2 separate regions of the Mus musculus genome follow, and region 1 is linked to region 2. A link is a contact called in public HiChIP or PLAC-seq data. All regions are on one chromosome and are shown on one strand. The core of a region is the stretch at or near the end of the contact, and the rest is flanking DNA. Distances in the headings are between cores, read along the strand shown. Region 1 overlaps Tbc1d2 (TBC1 domain family, member 2). Region 2 holds the start of Trim14 (tripartite motif-containing 14).

The links. HiChIP or PLAC-seq counts read pairs in DNA pulled down with a chosen protein or histone mark.
Region 1: an H3K4me3 HiChIP or PLAC-seq map of bone marrow-derived macrophages shows a contact between it and region 2, with 2.7 times the contacts expected there. The contact joins the enhancer-like site here to the promoter of Trim14 in region 2. A contact is called at or near these places in 3 of 39 promoter capture datasets (the C10 cell line, the HPC-7 cell line and pre-B cells), 2 of 15 datasets of contacts at CTCF or cohesin (the G1E-ER4 cell line and large pre-B cells), 7 of 484 Hi-C or Micro-C datasets (the G1E-ER4 cell line, bone marrow-derived macrophages, erythroblasts and 1 more), 5 of 115 datasets of contacts at active chromatin or transcription factors (the HPC-7 cell line, Th17 cells, bone marrow-derived macrophages and 1 more) and 3 of 9 other capture datasets (adipose tissue, liver and pancreatic islet).

The regions. Positions count from the first base shown.
Region 1 is chr4:46,626,906-46,631,800 of GRCm38.p6, forward strand. Tbc1d2 (TBC1 domain family, member 2) reads right to left here. Exons shown (of 13, transcript NM_198664.3): 4 at 2,971-3,104; 5 at 1,436-1,632. It overlaps Gm42281 (a long non-coding RNA gene), which reads left to right. Exons shown (of 4, transcript XR_881230.2): 4 at 156-1,937. Among named protein-coding and RNA genes, the nearest start is that of Gm42281, 8.1 kb to the left of the region's middle. Within about 2 kb of position 3,631, at least 74 of the 459 cell types and tissues checked have an H3K27ac peak or open chromatin away from gene starts, as enhancers often do. A contact at or near this core is called in adipose tissue, bone marrow-derived macrophages, embryonic stem cells and 1 more, where this site is marked.
Region 2 is chr4:46,533,019-46,537,707 of GRCm38.p6, forward strand. It overlaps Trim14 (tripartite motif-containing 14), which reads right to left and starts at 3,123. Exons shown (of 6, transcript NM_029077.4): 1 at 2,862-3,123; 2 at 1-92. The coding sequence starts at 3,062. Coro2a (coronin, actin binding protein 2A) reads right to left here. Exons shown (of 12, transcript NM_001164804.1): 12 at 3,919-4,689. Gm16731 (predicted gene, 16731) reads left to right here and starts at 2,883. Exons shown (of 4, transcript NR_151695.1): 1 at 2,883-3,045; 2 at 4,153-4,305.

The DNA.
Region 1 (4,895 bases), core at 2,381-4,880, 94 kb after region 2:
CCAAGGGCCTCCTGAGCACCTCTGACCATTTGTTATCCCTTGGAAAGAAAGGCTGGGTTAGGGGGTGAGCTACCCATGTGTCTACAAAGAAGGGACATGTGGCAACAGGGCAGGAAGTCTGTACAATCTGGGTTTCTTTTCCATTTTCTTCCAAGCTTGGGTTAGAGGCTTCAGCGATATGAATCCAGGGATCCGAAGCCATTACAGTCAACTGAATATCTTCTAGTGACAAGGACAAGAGGAAAAAGACAGATCCCTGGGCTCAAGGAAGACGTGAACTCCCACATCACTGCTATGTCCCCACACTGGATGTCACATGCAGCAAGTGTTCATTTACCCTGCAGCTGCCTCTGCTATGCAATGCATGCCTCGTTTGGGCTGAGCCTGTGACCTTTACTCTGTTCTTTTCCAACACCAGCACACTGCATGCATGCGGGCCTGAGGTAAAGACACATGAAGGAAAGAAACCTTGCCAATCGCCATCTACCTCACTAACTGTAACCCCTGGCCTGCTGTGAGGGTCCAGGTTAGAAAGGCAGAGAGTGCTCTTCTCAACTGCCTTCTCTCCACACAGGGCTGAAATCACAGGGAATGAAGACTCAGCTATGGAGACTGCATGGGGGACAGAGACTCGGCTATATGGAGCACATGCCCCACCCCAGCCTGGGTCCTGTGCAGCAAGGGTCAGAGAAGGAAGCAGGATGGGGCACAGGCAGCTGGAGCTCCGTCTTCCTCACGAGGGAAAGGAGCCCACCAGTGCCTCACTCAGGCTTCACGGTAACAGCTGTGAGACCTTCGCTGTCCTTATGCTAGAGAGAGGCACCTGCCAAGGCTGCAGCTCTCCCACACCTCAGCCACTGATGTTCGCCGCAGCACAGGAGAGCCTTCCCCAGAACCAAACCCTGCTCTGAGGTGAAGGAAGCCTTCTGAACACCTCAATGCCCTTTATTTTCCACAGTGGCTACACATCTCCCTCTACAACTGCTACAGTGAACTTCCGTATGGAAACAAAATCTCCTTTCCTGTCACTGTTCTCTGCCGCACCCTGCCAGTGCTGTCCTCAGGGATCTGCACACAGTCAGAAGGTACGGCCATTCTCCCCGCGCACTGGAGACCCCTCCCAAGACCCTGCATCGAAACAGCACCCCGAGACACAGCCTTTCCTCCATGATGGGTCAGACCACCCAAGTCCAAGAGGCATCCAAGACTCAATTATTGAAGTAGGTCACCCACACCTTTGGTGGCCTCCTAACACCTGGTTTGTGACAGTATGCTTCTGAGTTACTGATAACGAGGCACTTCTGGCCTCTACAGTTGTCCTTTGAAGACCACAAACTAGCTGTGCTGGGTTGGGTTGAGGCACTGCACAGAGCTACCGGCAAGGCTCAGAGGCCACGGGGCACAGTGGGGCTCCCGGAAACGGGCTGGGGCTTACCTTCTGTGACTTGAGCTCTTTGGTGAGCATCAGCACCTGCTGCTCCAAGGCCGCCACCTTCTCCTGGGCTGTGCGGCTCCGAGCCAGTCCATCGGAAAAGAATGGGAAGGTGTTGCTTTGCCGCTTGGGTTTCTGCGTGGGACCTGAGGGCACAGAGGACCTGGGTGCAGACTTGGCAGGATCCTCTGGCTCTTTTTCTGCTTGAGGAGAGAAACGCGGACGTCAGGATGGGCAGACCTACTGGTGCCTTATCCATATCTTCAGGCAACAGCGTCTTTCTGCAGTTTCCTCGTGAACTGGAAAGGGGGCAATACACTTTGCTTATTTATGAATGCTTACTAGGGATTCTGCGGGAAAGATGGCATTCTGGGGACAGATGGCAGTGACAGCCACATAATAGTGTGAATGCACTCAATGCCACTGGATGGTGTAATGGGAAGTGATAAAATGGTAAATTTTGTTATGTACATGTATTTTACTACAATAAAACATTCTAACCCGGTGGTGCACGCCTGCATTCCAGCACAGGAGGGAGGGGTAGAAGATTGTAAATTCAAGGTCACTCTCGGCTCCAGCATGTTAGAGGTCTGGGATACACGAGACTCTGTCTCATCGGGGAAACCAACCGAATCCTTACTCTTTACCTCTGGAGCCTGAGGAGGGAGGGGAGCCTCGTGAGACTCAGTAGGTAAACAAAGGTAACTCATCTGGAGAACAGAAACCTGGAAGATTCTGGAACGCCCCTCCCCCAGCAGTATAAACCTGAGTCAGCCTGGGTGGGGGTGGGGCGAGACTGACCAACCCAGCTACGGAGGGAAGAGACATACAGGCTGCCGAGCTGCCTGTGATGAGCAGGGAGCTCCAGGCAGGGCTTCTGTGCAGCTTTTAGGACTCTGCATCTGTATTGGGCATTATTTTTGGTGACACAGTTGCTGTTTTGAGTCACCCCTCACCCTTTTAAGTACCCTCCCCCCACCCATTAGTAACCCCAATAAAAGTTCACTGGTTTAGCCAAGTTGGACGTTGGTGTAATCATTATTTTGGTCTATCACGGGTGCCCTTTCTGGAGTGAATGGATTGTGTGTGTGTGTGGTGTGTGCTACATCGCCCCAGGAAGAGTCTGTCACACAACACACCCTGCTAAGGACTGAATGTGTGTTACCATAACCCCAGGCTGAAGCTCTAGTCCCCCGAGTTAGCATTAGGAGCATCAGGAGGCAGGGCCTTGGGTAATTCAGATGAAGGTGCAGCCCCATGATAGGATTAGTGTCCTCAGAAGAAGGGAAAGATGAGAGCTCTCTTGGCCACCGGAGAGGACACAGCACCGCTGTCTTCCAGCCTGGAGGAGATCTTTCCTAGAATCCTGCTCTGCAGCGTGTGCACCTTGGACTCCTCAGCTCCCTCCTAACTATAAAAACTACCGTAAGTGTGTTCTTCTTCACACACACACACACACACACACACACACACACACACACCCTTGCAGGCAGGGAGGAGACAGAGATTGCTTGGTCTCAGGCTTGGACAACGCTCACCTGGAAGGCTGGGGTCAGAGATCGAGGGCTGTTCCCCGCTTTGAGGCTCTCCACCCTGAGGCGAGTCTTCCACGAGTGGCCCGTGGGCTGCCGCTTGGGCCTGCTTGTTGCCACGGATGTTGTGCATGGTGTTTCTGAAAGGACAAGTGAGGAGTGTGAGGCCAGCAGTCTCTGCCTTCCTGCTGCCTGCAGAGCTCTGGCCTCAGCAGCATGCTTCCAGTCATTCCAATCGCTCTCCTCAGCATCCTGTATGATGCATCCCCGCCTCCCCAGCCCTGGCCCAAGCTCCTCGCCCTTCTTACAAAGCCCCATCTACACTGCACTTCCCTACCCTTTTATTCCTGGTGAATTTATCACATACATGCAGTGATTTCCTTTTAGATTCATTTTATTTTATGAGTGTTTTGCCTGCATGTATATCTGTGAACCATGTGCACTCCTGCTGTCTGCGGTGGTCAGAAGAGGGCATCGGATCCCTTAGAACTGGATTACAGATGGTTGTGAGCCACTGTGCGGATGCTGGGACTAGAATGGGTGAGGGCCCTCTACAAGAGTAAGTGCTCTTAACCACTGAACCGTTTATTTCCCCAGCCTCCTACCGTGTATCATGACCATATCCTCCCTAACTTCCCCCACCCACTTCCCCAACCGCCTCAACCAATGCCCTTCCCACAGAGTCCAATTACTGTTGCCTGCTTGAGCAAGGACAACCTACCATTGGTCACAACCCTGAAGAACAATGGTTCTCCCTTCCCCGGTAGCCACTAGTTGGCAATAGTGCGCTGAGCCTCACGAACCCCTCCCCCATTGGTGCAGGAATTAATGACTGGCTGGATCTCGTACAGGTTTTGTGCAGGTAACCACCGTTCCTGCCATGGCCACTTATATAAGCTCGGTTCCCATAATCCCAACCTTGCTGCTGAAGTATGTGCCCCACGCCTGTCACTCTGCTCACGGGTAAACTTAGAACAGCAGTACAGCGCCTGTAATAAGAAATTGCTTCATGTTTGTTGAATGGCCTTGCGGACCTAACTTTCCCAAACCCTCTGGCCTCCTAACTAGCATGCCCAAAGGCCATCAGTGGCTCCCAGCTCTCCTGAGGCATGTTGTAAACACTTCCTGGCAGCTTTCTACCTTTGCTCTCTCCTTAGACCCGGAGCCACGATGCCTGACTTGTGGCTACCGAGGGGCTTAACTACACGGGTGCCTAGGCAGCTGGTTGAAGCTGAGGCCCCAGTCCAGAGTCCAGACTTAACCTTTGTGTGGTTTACAGAAAGGAACCAGGTAGCACCAAAGGCTGTCCTGAGAGTCCAGACTACAACCAATTCATGGCCCAGCAGAAGAAGAGATAGCCCAGGTGCTTATGCTCCTGAGCAGAGATGAGAGCACAGCAATTGAGAAATCAGCAGCAAGGGAGAGAGAAAGACCTCCCTATATGAGCTGTTGGAAACTGCAGGCTGTGTAAGGAGAATCTGCCCGTGCACCACAACAAGAAACACTCGACTAGGAGGCACGCCTGTACAAGGAGGGCAGCCATGGCTTGTGGCACACAGGAGATGGCTTCTGTGAGCCAGCCTCAGGCAGGCGTGCTTCCCAATGGAGTTTTGTAGGAGGGGTTTGGAAGGCAGGAAAACTTAGCCATTGGTCTTTGACATTTCCTGAAATCTGTTTCAATGTAGATACAAGATGTGGAGGAATCCAGGGCCTGGTTTAAATGTGTGTTGCATGTTCCTCTTTGCGATCCCACAATGATCTTACAACTAAAATCATTTGCCATGCAGAAAAAGGCTAACCTCAGCCCCAGTCCCAGCCCTGTATGTGTGTGTGTAGGGCACAGGTAGACACTGGCTGTTTTCTTCATTCACTATCCACATTTGTTATTTTCTAGACAGGGCCTCTCTAGGAATCCAGAACTCGCTGCTCAG
Region 2 (4,689 bases), core at 1,873-4,372:
AGCCTTTCCCCGGCGTCTTCCAAATGGGCTATGTTGTCCGCATGTTGCCTCTTCTTGGTTGCCAAACACTCTAAACAGTCCTGGATTAGCTTCTGTGAGAAGGGTCAGGAGAAAAAGGAAAACTGTCACTTTCAAGCTAACGAGCTTCTAGTCTCTCCACCAGGGACTGAACTCCAGGCTTGGCAAGGGGACATCCACCTGCTGAGTCACTTCATTAAACCACTAACCCACCGCTGCACTGAATTCTTTTCCAGCAGAAGTGCCTGGGGCTCTGCCGGTGAGTAGTTTGCCCAAAGTCAAGTGATAAGATGCAGGGTGAGCAGAGCCTCTGGCCCTCTGCACCGCAGGCCTTTGTCAGGGATGCCACAGCCTGGATGCCTGGCTCCTATTTCTGTTTGTCTGCTTTTAGAAGTTGCTTTTTCTTTTTTTTTTTTTTTTTTTTTTTTTTGGTTTTTCGAGACAGGGTTTCTCTGTATAGCCCTGGCTGTCCTGGAGCTCACTTTGTAGACCAGGCTGGCCTCGAACTCAGAAATCCGCCTGCCTCTGCCTCCCGAGTGCTGGGATTAAAGGCGTGCGCCACCACGCCCGGCGAAGTTGCTTTTTCTAATACCTGGTTTGGGTCTCTTCCCTCCAAGGGGTAGCTATTTCCACCTTAGCCTTCTCTACAGCTGGTCTTCCACTTGGCACCTGGGCCTAACTCTTGAGAACAGGGGTGGGGATGGGGCCTGAACTTTTTTAAAAAAAGAATTATTTATTTTATGTATATGAATACACTATAGCTGTCTTCAGACACACCAGAAGAGGGTGCCAGATCCCTTTACAGATGGTTATGAGCCACCATGTGGTTGTTGGGAATTGAACTCAGGACCTCTGGAAGAGCAGTCAGTGCTCTTAACCGCTGAGCGATCTCTCTAGCCCTCGGGGTCTGGACTCTTAATCAGCCAAGAGTAATAATACTAAGGCATGTCAATTTCCAGGGGAGAGCTGGAAGCTCAAGGAGGCTGGCAGGCGTTATGAGCTCTAGAGGAAGAATAAACCTAGGTCCTAGTCCTCGCTCTACAGCCATGTGCTCAAAATCTGTTTCCTCCATCGCAAGCAGGTTTGCTGTGTGGAGTAAATGAGATCAGAGTGGCTGGCCAGCCGCACATGCTCAGTGCAGGTCACTTTGCCATGTTAGCATCCAACAAGCATTTGCCGCAGTGGTAAATGGGGGCAGGGAAGGGGGTCAGCCTTGGCTTCAGCTTCCACATACTCATCATCTGGGACATCTAAGCCACCTATTGCTCAAGCTGGCCCAAGGATACCCTAGCTCTCTGGTTTAGGATCTCCACCTCCAGCCACTGGAATTTCTGTCTCCTGATCCCATGAAATTCTATTTACCCTTCAAAGCGCTTCCTTGACGGTTACTCCTGTGCTCAAACTCCGCCCGCCCAGACCTGCGCTGCACGCTCGCCCTCGCGGCTTCCCACCTGCACGCGCACAGCCTCCTCCTCGGCCAGGCCCACCGGGTGGCGGCGGTACGCACCCAGAACCCGGCAGAGCGCCCACACGGAGCGGCCACAGCGGCGACAGAAGAGCTCATGTCCACCCAATGGCACTTCCCTGGGGAAGTGCTTGCGTGGCTTCCTGCCCCAAGTTCTATTTTCTGGCTCTCACTGGCCACCACCCTGGGCTCCCTAGTATGATATGTAGTACATTGCAGTGCTACTATCCTACCCCTGACCAACCAGGCAACTAACTCATCCAGATGCGGCGAGGATCTGATTTCTGACTTGGCTCACGGTACAAGCCATGGCGCTGAGTGCTGAGTATGTGCTTGATGAAGGAATGGCTCTGTGGATAGACAGAGGAAGGGTGCCTAGGTTGACGCATAGCCTTGGGTCTCCGAGTAGCAGCATTTGAGGATCCTTATTAGCAGTCATTTCACAGTTGCTGAAGGATGGTTCTGGAAGCAGGGGCAGGACTCCACTAGTCAGACTGTCCTCCCTCAGGCCCAATTCAGATTGGAGTTGTAGTCTTGTCAAGGGTGGTTAAGTCAGGAGAGAGCAGAAAGGAAGGTGCTTTGGGCAGAATTACAAAGACTTCTTGGAGATAAACATAAAATCAGCCCCGGGGGTTCAGAAGGTTCTGGCTAGCTTGCCTTCCTCAAATGCAGAGAGGAGAATAGATTCTGCAGAGCCAGGGCAGCCGGCTGGGGGTCCTGCTTTCTCGTTATCTATAGAAGATAAGGCTGTGATTAACAAGCCTCTTCCGTGGGTGGGGTGGGAGAGGGGACAGTGGTGTATTTGCATAGGGGGAGGAGCCGGATTCAAGGCAGGAAGAGGGACCTTATTGACTTAGCAAAACAACATAGGCCATCAGGTCCCAGTTCAGAATGGCCTTTTATGAACTCCAGGGTCCAGAGACATTTCCAGGCTTCATGGAACACACGCATACATACAGTTTTCTTTTTCTACAATCTGGTCTTTTGAGATAGTCTCTCTACATATCACAGGTTGGCTGTAAACTCCCAATTTTCCAACTTCATCCTCCCCTGTGCTCTGTTAGGCGAACGTCCCTCCCGCGTCCTTGACTCTGGTTGGGGAGTTGCCCTAGCAGAAGCGGTAAAGAACGTGTGAGTACTAACCAGCTTGAGCCTCCTGTACCCCAAGCCAATCTTGGGAAGCTTCGCTGGTGGTTTGAGCAACTTTTGCACTTCCATAGGGTTCTGCCTCCCGATCCTACTGTCTACTATCTAGAGGACCTCAGGGTCCCCCTTTAGTTTCCCTGTCCTAACGGGATTTGACCCTCCTTTGACGGTTACTCTTGTGCTCAATCTCCGCCCGCCCAGACCTGCGGTGCACGCCCTCGCGGCTTCCCACCTGCACACGCACAGCCTCCTCCTCGGCCAGGCCCACCGGGTGGCCGCGGTGCGCACCCAGAACCGGGCAGAGCGCGCACACACAGCGGCCGCAGCGGCGACAGAAGAGCTCAGCCGGGCGTTCGCTGTGCTCCGGACAGCGCCAGCCATACGCCCCGTCGGGCTGAAAGGGCGCCCGCGCCTCGGTAGTCTCGCTCGCCATTCTCAGTGGCAACCGCTGTTCTCTGTGCAGTGTGGTCGGGTTGGGTTGGTGCAGAAATCGAAACCTTGCTCGGGGAGGGGCGGGGCGGGGCGGGGCGGGCGACCCAGCTCCCAGTGGCAAACTGGAGGGGCGATGACCTGCTGGAGAGTTGATGCTTGGTCCCACCTAGTGCTGGATCCGCGGCACAGCATCCTTCCACTCTTTCTCACCTTGAGGAGGAGGAGGTCACTATAGATAGGAACGCGGGTGCTTGCACTGATGGGCTCACTGGAAGGTTGGCTTCCCGCTTGTTGATGATGTTGGGCTTCTGGCAAACTGCGGAGGTGCGTAGTAGGTGGTGTGGCCTGCCCAGAGGGCCTACATTTTCTACACCTCATTTTGTTCTTTTCCTGTAGTGCTTCCTCCCTATGGTCAGCCATGTGGGGGCAGGTGGGGGTGAAGTTGGAACATACTTCCAAGAAGCCCCAATTATCTTCAGGCTAAAACTTCAAAGCCCCAGGCCCTGAAGATGTTCTGATTTCTCTTGCCTTGATGGGTGAATGACCCACCCTGTTTCTAGCCGGGGCATTTTGCAGTTCTTGCTTAAGGTATAGCTGCTGCTCACTGTCCCCCAATCACATGGAGGTGTGGCTTATCTCCTTCTTCAGGAAGCGTCCATTCTCCACCCACAGCCGCCTGACCACCCTGCCCCATCCTGCCCCTCACGAATTCTCTCAAACACAAGTGGAAGCACTTCAAGGGTATTCGGACCTTACTGACCAGTTTGCCAACCTGGTCCGGTATCATCTGGTCCAGACACCTAGTGCTAAATTGGTACTTGTAGAACGAATTAACAAAAAGGAAATCGCCAAGCATTGCAATATCGAGTCTGGTGTTATTATTTATTATTATTTTGGTTGAGGCAGAGTCTTAGACTCCTTTGCCCAAGCTGGTCTGGAATTTTCAATCTTCCTGCCTCAGCCTTCCATGAACTGGGATTACAGGCAGGAATTACCACCCACAGTAGATTGTCATATTCTTACATTGCACGATTCTGTGTCTATTTTAACTTTTATTTCTTAATTATTTTTTTATTTACTTTTTTACAAAGGTACAAGGAATTTAAGAAACATTCAAACAATCACTCAAACGGCTTCAGGCACGGTTTCATATGAAAAGCATAGGTCCGTATCTTGATTCCCGTTTCCCTCTGGGATACAACCTCAAGTTTTGTTCTAGGAAGCAGAATTATTGTAGAGCTAAGGTGGGTACAAGCTCATCTCCAAGCGTTCTCCCTCATTCACACAAAGTTCCTGAGTCATCAGAAAGAAAGCTCCCAAGGCAAGAAGGAAGGAGCCGAGGGCGGCTTTGCTGCTTGGGTGGTCACTGTGTCAGGGGGCAGTGTTGCTCCATTAGCCCAAGAACATAAAAACATAATCTTAAAAAAATATGACAAAATCTTCAAAAGAAAAAAAAGATGACAAATATCCCTCTCCCTTGCTATGAAATAATTTAAATAATTTATTCTAGATGTAAAAAAAAACCCAACAGAACAAGAAACAACATATAATTTTGTTCATAGCCACCTGTGACCTGTTCCTGAATGTGAGGTCTGGGTCTGGGTCCCTTACAGTGGGGATAGCTTTTT